Linked DNA regions of Zea mays: region 1 is linked to region 2. The links are chromatin contacts, called in public Hi-C maps. All regions are on one chromosome and are shown on one strand. The core of a region is the stretch at or near the end of the contact, and the rest is flanking DNA. Distances in the headings are between cores, read along the strand shown.

Region 1 (4,560 bases), core at 243-2,742, 220 kb before region 2:
CTTAGAACTTTCAAATTGCCTTCAAGTGAACCTATACTCATACTAATATCAAACTAACTTGTCCATGTTGGTGTGTTGTACACTTAATCAGTCGATACATGTTGGGTGCTCGTCACCGACGAAGATGATCTGAGCATCTAGCGTACAACGACGACACCTTCTCCTTTTTGATGCTTCATCCTTGGAGCAAGGACAAGGAATGCCAGACACAAACCGAGGATGGGTGAGGTGACAACAGAGATCGAGGATAGCCAAACAACGGGAAAAAATGAAAGAAACGATGTGCCTTTCATGTGTGCGAGTTAGGAACCAAGCAACACAAAGTTGAGCTGCTACTTTTGAAGGTGTGAGGTAGGTGAAGCTCATGCACTAATTCATGAGTTTGTGGCATGGCGCTAATGGTTACCATCTTAAATCGTGGTCAAGACGGTTGTAATAGACATGGTTTGATACACGAACTGGATATCATAAGGTAAAATAGGGTGGTTGGAGCGGTGTCTTTAGAAGATGCTTCATGGCGCGTAAACAACAGAGTGAACTCGATTGACTATTGAGGAGGACACCTGCTGCAGCTAGATCTAGATAGAGTACTGAAGAGGTCATAACCGTCTATGGAAGCACGAAGGGGCAGAGCGGTGAGCCACCACAGACGGTGAGTGCAAGCGCCTAATAGGAGTGGGGGGGCTTATGGAAGCGCAAAGAACCAGAGCCATCGCCGGACGCGGACACTAAAATGAGGCGAGGACCTGCACCTGCTACAACCAGATATGACATGGTGCTTGATTCCATAAGCATTGGCGATTGGTGGGGTCACCACTGACGGGGATATAATTCTCAATCTATTATGAATGTATTGGTTGCCTGCATATGCCATTGACCATGTTCACCGAATGCAATCTCCACGTGTTTGGTTGCGTGGCCAGCCTCTGCAGATGCAAAAATTATCTCTAGGCCTAGCTCCCAAGATAAACAAAAAAATGAGCGTTTCTCTATAGTGAGGCTCTATTGGTACAACCATTAGTCTTTCTCAATGATGGATTAATATGTATTTATTGTCTATTATAAATTATTATAATTTGTTTAAAGGCGACTACAACTTAATACACGATATGGTAAAATTATATACTATTTACAACATGATTACATCAAAATATAATAAACTTTAATACTCCCTCCGTTTCTTTTTATTAGTCGCTGGATAGTACAAAATTGCACTATCCAGCGACTAATAAAAAGAAACGGAGGGAGTAGAATTTAAGCTTAGCATCTCTATGGAACAGTTGAGATAACCAACCTAGACGTTAACCAGGCACCAGGTTCGACCAGGATGACAATTAACGCGCCCAAACCTAGACGTTAGCCAACCTAGACGTTAACGCGCCCAAAGCTCACGAGTGTGACACCTGACTCAAAGAGCAAGCTCAATTTTCCCCTTCCCTTGGAAAACCACGCACCCACCGAGCCCGGCCGCCCCCAACCACTCCGACCAAACCAAAACCCAGACCCACTCTCCCCCGAAACCCAGGGCCTCGTGTCGTTTGATGCGATTCCGGCGGCGATCGCGAGCGCCTCCACCACCACCCGCTCCCCCGTCCTAGCGCGCGTTTGGGCGATCTCCCCTCTCGCGGCGGGCATGGCTGGCGGCGGCGGCGGGGCACGCGGCTCCGACAGGGCGGGGGCGGCGCGCTCTCCCACAACCACCACGGCGATACAGTCGACCATCCAATCGATCAAGGAGGTCGTCGTCGGCCACTCCGACGCCGACATCTTGGACACCCTCCGCGAATCCAACATGGACCCCAACGAGACGGCGCAGAAGCTGCTCAACCAAGGTCCCCTTGCATCTTCCCTATTCTCCCGATCTGGGTCGCCTCGACTCGGTCGATCTCGTACCGTTCTGGGAGCTAGGGTTTTGTGGGCTCTCGCCTAGCGCATTGGGTCGGCTCTGCTGCTGCACCCGTGCCGGCGCAGGGGATCGCCGCGTCGGGTCTAGGGTTTTCGAGCTATGGATATTTGGGGTGGCTCTGCTAGGGTGGGTCACCGTTTAATGGTTATTATCGATATTGATTAATGATACTATCACGAGGTTCGTGATTTTGATTAGCCAATGATGTCCATATATATCAATGATATTCTTGCAGGGTCAAATTGTTAACATTTGTCCGGGCTACTTGTATTTTCGTGTTCTATTCTATGTTGTAAATTTGTAAAAGGCAGTGCTTACTATTGCTTGCAGCACGTGGGTTCTAACTATCTCTTTATGATCAGCTTGATGCCATTGTTTGCAATATATATTGCCTTACTAGTAAATCTTCTCATGTTTTCTTTGTGATTGTAATTCGTCATTGTTTGTACCTTTTGTACTTGCAGATCCATTTCATGAAGTAAAAAGAAAAAGGGACAAGAAGAAGGAGGTATACATTTTCTGTTTGGGTACATTTTCAGTGAACGATGAATGATTAAATCTAGAGTTGTTTCTTTTTATTTATAGCATACTTATACATATTCTTCTTGCAATGTTAAGCTTTTTGTGATGTTCTGAAACAATCTAAAGCAAAAAGGAACGTTTGGAGTTCTATGTCCTTAAATTGCGTATAGTCACTCAATAGGCTAGCAAAAGAAAACCTGGCCTCCAAATTCCAAATACTAGATGCAAGTTTGACTCAGGACAAAGCTAAAACAACTTACAATTTGGAACTGAGGGAGTAGGAGTAGACACGCACACTGCTTCTGCACAAGACATGCATTCCACAACATTTTATTTGCTCTTATGTGTTCCTCTCACTTTTTTCCTTGTCATCCCCTGACCCTACCTTGTGTGCGAGCTTCTGGCATTGGGTGTGAAGAAACGAAATAAAAGCTAAAACAACTTACAATTTGGAACTGAGGGAGTAGGAGTAGACACACACACTGCTTCTGCACAAGACATGCATTCCACAACACTTTATTTGCTCTTATGTGTTCCTATGTCTCACTTTTTTCCTTGTCATCCCCTGACCCTACCTTGTGTGCGAGCTTCTGGAATTGGGTGTGAAGAAACGAAATTAATTCTCTATCAATTGAGGAAACATGTTAGGTTTATTGGTTCTTTGTTGAAGTGTGTAATGCATGTTATGAAGCTTCTGTAATGCTGAAAATCATACATTGCTATTCTTTTATTTCGTTGCACTGAAAAAACTATTGCATTGTTAGAGTGCTGGCCAGAAGAGCTTTGCTGATAGCACTGCACAAGTTGAGCAAAACTCACAATGGATGAAGCCACATACACAAAAGATGGAAAATGATCAAAGAACTCCCAAGCAGGGTCAGATGTCAGGTAACATAATTGAGGGCCACCATCTGTAATTCTGATCTTATGTAGATATGCTTCTAGACAATGATGAAATATATAGCTTCCTGTTTTCCATGGCAACATTGTTTGTCTCCAGCTTTCTTGTCTTTGTTCTTGGCTTCCCATGACATACTATAAGCTTCTGCAGTTTTCACATATTGTGTGACATATGTGCAATATTTTGGTTGTGTAACTAGCAGTTTCCACCTGATTGTTAACTGATTGCTTGATGTAGGCCCTACTCGTGAATTTCGGGTTGTGAGGGACAACAGATTTCAACATGGTGTGGTGGAGAACAGACCAGAATTAGGACACAAAGGTTCAGCAAATGTACAAATGTCTGATAGGAGGTATTGTTTGTGACAAATTCTGCCACTGCTCTTACTGTACCATGCATTCATTTGTATGTCAAACAATCTTGTCATCATTTTGTAGTTCTGGTTAAGTTGTATTCTGAGTATAATGCAGCTATCAAGCACTTATTCAACTTCCTAATATTCTGTATAGCTAAGGTTATCTCATCGAGTGTAGGCATCACATCGCCTCCTCTATCAAACTCTAAGGCGCTGTTTGGGACAGCTCCAGCTCTAGAAAATTTGGTGGAGTTAGTGAAGCAGGTCATTAGGTGCTCTAGAAAATCGTGGAGCTGGAGTTGTAAGCCTTTAGAAGACATTTAGATAAGTCTTTTTGTTTATTATTTAGATTAAAAATATTTTTTAAAACTACTTAGATTGATATTAAAAATACAGCTCCATACTGGAGCTGGACCCTAGAGCCATCCCAAACACCCCCTAATTTAATAATGTAAAAATGATTAAATGCTCTAGGTTTGATGTTTCTTTGTTCCGTGCCTATGGTACACGAACAAATCCTATGAAATTGCAGGGTACATTTGTTGAGGTAAATGTTCCATGCATGCAGGTAGCTGCATTGACTGAATTCTGTGTTTTCTACGACTTTAGTTTTATATATGTTTGCTATGGCCATTTTGTTGTTCATTTGCAGCTAGGTTCCAGAGCTGTAATACACTGATCAAATGTCTAAAATACAATTATGAAAGTTGCTATCTTCAAATTTTTGTCAATTGTTTTGCATGAACATCTTATTATAATCAAACTAATACTTTCCTTACTGGATTGTCTATGTTCAGTACTCTTGTTCAGTCTGGTCGAAACCGCTCACCTGCTACAACCTCAGGTGACCAGATCACACATCAAAATGCTATGCAG
Region 2 (4,879 bases), core at 1,202-3,701:
AGCATGAGGCATCCAGCACGCGAGATGGACTCGCAGTGTAGTCTGTTTTCTTCTTCACTAATCCCACTTCTTGCAATGCTTCATGGCATATCCTTACATTTTCCTAGAAATGTAAATACGTACATTAAAAAAAATACTAAACCTTCAGAGAAAGTCAGAGAGAGAGAGAGAGAGAGGATTTACACCTTATTGACAGGGATATTAGAAGCTAAAAGAGCGCCGCTGAAGGCAATGACTTGAGACTCAGCAGCTGCTGACAGAACCACTGCTGCCATCTCAAAAGGCCTGAACTGTAGGAGCTTCGTTGCTGCAAATCAAATGCACACAGACGAACACGTGCTTATCGAATGGAAAAGGCGGGCAAGTCCGATTCGCTCAAGTAATCTGATGTACCTTCAAGACTGCCAAGTACGATCTCGGTGCGCCGAGAAATGAATCCGCAACTTAGCGGCTTCCCGCCAGTGAACTTGTCCACGAAATAGTTGATGTAAGAGAATGGCGTCACAACTTGCATCCTCCAATTCAGAGAGTCTAGAACGTAAATCTCCATCCTCTGAATAGCATCTAAATCGAAACTGTACTTCTCGCTGGGAACCTGTGACACATATATATAATAGAGATAAAGATTTGGGGAACTCAAACGTGAAACTGTACTATATATCCATTTTATCCACCTGATTCTGATGGATGTCCAGACGGCGAAGAACCACGGTCTCCTCCATCTTGGCTGCAATGGTTAGGCAAGCAACAAACAACAGTTGTGGCATCCAGGGCTGCTGGTCAGCATCAGCCTACACCAACAAGAAACATAAGGTTAAAGAATGTATGGGCACAGCGAGCCTTCCATCAACGGAAATCCGCAGAACACGGCGCAGGGAGCATAGCGGAGGCGCGGGATTAGGGGCAGGCGCGTAGAACCGAGGCGCGCAGAAATCGTAGGCTGCCCCCCCCGCCGCCATCATCGCCCCAACCTCGCGAACGAGATCCACAGAACATGCCGCAGGGAGCAGAGATAGACTACGTGAAATGTGGAGGCCGCGACGTGAGATTGGGAGCAGAGATCCGCAAGGCCGAGGAGGACGAGCAAGGAGCGCGAGCAGGCGGGCCAGACGACGTAGGGTCAGTGGGTGCGAGGAGAGCGTGGCGGCGTCGGTGGAGGCGGGCTTGCGCATCGCGAGTCGGGGCGGGCGCGGCGCGGAGGACGTCGGGGGCGGCCATGGCGTGGTGGAGGAGGATGTCGCGGGGGATCCAGGATCTCATCGCGGCGAGCGTGTTGGGGACGCCGGACGCGCGACGCGAGATCTAGGGGAGCGTAGGGAGAGACGGGGCTGGGGCGAGAGGCCGCGATTCTTGGCACAGAGATGCGGCGCGACAGACGGGGTAGGGTATGAGCGCGTCCGGGATGGGCAGAACCGTGCGTCATCCTGTTGTGGACGCCTACACTACGTTCTTAAGTAGTAGTAGAGATATACATTAATTCCTACATTAATTCCTATGTTTTTTTCCTCTGTTTCTGTGTTCCCATAGTCCTGCATTAGTGCATTCTAAATGGGTCTTACTGGTTGGTCAGAACACGATCGAAGCAGAAACAGCCGCACCGGATTAGCCATAGCCTACCAGTTGTTGATGGTAGACCCACGCGGCCATCGGGCCATGCTGACCGTGGCAGGGCACATGATTTCGTCGTGCCTGCATATGCTCCTTGCTCCCTCTTCTAGTCTTCTTCATTGAATTCTTCATTTCCAATTTCCAATTTAGAGGTTGTTTGAACGTACTAGAACTAATAGTTAGTGATTAAAATTAGCTGAAAACATCCAAACAACCTAGCTAATAATTTAACTATTAACTATTTTTAATAAGATAATATTTAAATGTACTAGAATAAATAGTTAGTGGCTAAAATTAGTTGAAACATCCCAACACTCTAGCTAATTGTTTAACTATTAACTATTTTTAGTAAATTAGTTAATAGTTAGATAGTTATTGGTTAGCTAGCTAATTGTGTTGCCGGCGTGCATCCATCGTTTGCGTTGAATAGCGATGCAAAAGCTCAATCTTCAAAGAAATAGGGAAGAAAATCCTGCAGAGATGTGACCCATCGTTTGCGTAAGCAATGACTCGCCAGCCTAATCCGAACATGGATAGCACGCTTGATGTCTGACCGTGGAGTGGAGCACTGCAGTAGCTGACCTTTAAGAATGGTCCCAGTGGGGGGCGGGTCTTCCCGTCCAGCACAACCAAGCGGTTCGCGCCGGCGACCGGCGGGAGGCCAAAACAAGGCCGGCAGGCCCCGTCGCCAGCGGATCCTACGGTCCCATCCCAATCGTAAATCGCGCGCCGTCCCGATCATCCTGACTCTTCTGTCTCTGCCTCGTGCGCTGTCCGTGCCCGGTTTTTATTGCGCTTCTATTCTGGTCTCCAAGCCGGTGACGGTGAACCGATCACCACACACCAAGCCAACCCCGCTTCTATTCCGCGTGGACATATCGACAAGACAGCCAGCGGCGAGAAGTCGACGCCGGCAGTCTGGTGCAACACAGCGATCCAGTAGGTAGGTCAAACCGAGGCGGCGACGAAGTACGAACAGAGGGCAGGACGCAGTCAGCGCGGCGCGCCCAGGCCCCGAGGCCGAGCGATCTGGTGACGGCACGGCAGCATGGCCGAGGCGACGGGCCACGGCGGCCGCGTCGTCGACCTCTCGGGGGCCGAGATCCGCGGGGACCTCGAGGATCGCAACCCGCCCATCTTCCTCCCTCGCCAGCCCGCCGCGTCCCCGCTCCTCGCCCTCGACATCGGAGGTACCTACATACCTACCTACGGCGACGCTACTTCAATTCCGCGCGCCTGCCTGCCTGCCTGCCTTCTTACGGAGCGGCGTTGGGGGTTCCTGGCGCTCGTATGGTAGGGACTCTGATCAAGCTGGTGTACACGGCGAGCCGCGGCGGAGGGGCCGACGGGACGGACCTGCGCTTCGCCAAGTTCGAGAGGCGACGCCTACAGGAGTGCTTCAACTTCATCCGGGCGGAGGGGCTCCTCGCCAGCAATGCTGGTACGGACGTCTCTGCCTATGCCGCTCATCCTCTAGCTCGTTTGGTTTTCGCATCACGATATACTGAGAGAGTTGTGTGCTTCCGTTGTTTGTTGGTGGGGAGAAATGGGTAGGAAAGCGAGATGCTTGGTGCCACTATGTCGGTCACTAATTCGTCAGGAATTGGGATATTCCCTACCGCATGTAGAAATGTCCATTGTAGCAGAAGATCAGCTCTCAACGTATCTACTTTAGGTTCCCCTTGGGGTGGAAAAAAGGCTATCTGAATTGACAACCACTCTACTCCGATACTCAACGTATCTACATAGGCTTAGCAATTTCCTTTGTCAACCAAGGCTGCCAAGGTGCCTGTGACGCTGGCATTTCATTTCATCTGTGCAAATTTTCAGTTACATGATATTGTTATTTACTGCAAATTAAACTTTAACTTTCTCGTTTGCTTATAAAAAAAGGCAATCTAAATCGACAACTACTCTACTCCCGATACTCGGATAAATAGATCCAGTAATTTCCTTTGTCAACCAGGAGCACCGAGGTGCATGTATGTAGCACCAACAATTCATCTCGTTTGTGCAATTTTCAGCTACATGATATTGTTTTTTTTACTGCAAGTTAAATTTCAACTTTCTTGTTTTCTTACGTCATTGGTGCACTGTTTTATTGCGGATTAAATTGTAATTTTGTATGTCATGGACGAGGCCAGGCGGAGAAGGCGTGACCCTGAAGGTAACTTACTCTTTTGCTAATGTATTTGTAACCAAAATGATACCAAATACATTAATTAATTCAATGCAAAGAGTACATGTCCACATTTAGCAGTTATCACATTTTTTTGCAAGGTCATTCTGGCATGTTTACCACTAATCCTTGCACAAACAAAGTATCACCAAAAATTTCCAACAAACTTTGATGATTCCACCATGATGTGAATATATTTGTACTCCTGTTTATATTTGATGGTAAATAATTGTTCAATTATTTTTTTCCACAGGCACTTTGTCACTGACAACTCTTACAAAGTTAGATAAATAATGTTTTTATGTATAGAGTTACATAAATATTTGTTTAGTATGTTAAAAGAAACAGGGTATAACTGTTTTTGTAGCTTTCAAAAAAAAGCTTTTGCCTAGCTCCCAAGTATGATATCTTATTTTTACTTTTAGTTATTAAACTACCGTTTTCAAATCTTCCTTCTGGTGTCCCTAGCATTGTTCATCCAGAACAGAAGATTATTGGATGACATGTACATCATTTTATTTTTTTCAAAGAATTGAGAAAAGTTTATGATAGATATTATGCACAGGCTACAGGTGGTGGAGCATATAAATTTGCTGACGATTTCCTGGAGAAACTAGGTGTTTGTCTTGACAAGCTTGATGAAATGGATAGTGTCGTTTCTGGAGCAAACTTTTTGTTGCAGGTCAGTGTCGGTCCTTGGCTGCTCGTCATATCACCCTATTTCACTGACAAATATCCTTGCATGTCTTGTATCAGTATTAATCTTTTTTTTACTTTTCTCATTCACTATGTTAGATAGTCAGCAAATCACAATTTATTTATTTATTTATTGTGATGAAGGGCATGTTTTTTTCCATTTAACTGATGCTACATCTTACAGAGTATTCCTGGCGCAGCCTTCACACACATGAATGGACTGAGGAATCCAGTAGATGTTTCCCCAAATAATTTGTTTCCTTACCTTCTTGTCAATATTGGCTCAGGAGTTAGTATACTGAAGGTTGCACTTCTTCACTGGGGTACTTTTTGAAAGTTCATTACAATGTAACTCATGTGACCGTATGTTGTTAAGTATAATGTAGGTTACTGGAA

Evidence for each region. A called contact is a pair of places that touch in the nucleus more often than the background predicts.
Region 1: a Hi-C map of ear shows a contact between it and region 2, with 1.6 times the contacts expected there. The contact joins the promoter of LOC100501220 here to the promoter of LOC100280926 in region 2. A contact is called at or near these places in 2 of 25 Hi-C or Micro-C datasets (ear and tassel).

Annotation. Positions count from the first base shown.
Region 1 is chr9:10,993,385-10,997,944 of Zm-B73-REFERENCE-NAM-5.0, reverse strand. It overlaps LOC100501220, which reads left to right and starts at 1,492. Exons shown (of 11, transcript NM_001362590.1): 1 at 1,492-1,832; 2 at 2,371-2,414; 3 at 3,193-3,316; 4 at 3,567-3,681; 5 at 4,482-4,560. The coding sequence starts at 1,634.
Region 2 is chr9:10,772,312-10,777,190 of Zm-B73-REFERENCE-NAM-5.0, reverse strand. LOC100280926 reads left to right here and starts at 2,451. Exons shown (of 17, transcript NM_001153846.3): 1 at 2,451-2,798; 2 at 2,906-3,049; 3 at 3,753-3,775; 4 at 4,353-4,469; 5 at 4,668-4,787; 6 at 4,870-4,879. The coding sequence starts at 2,657.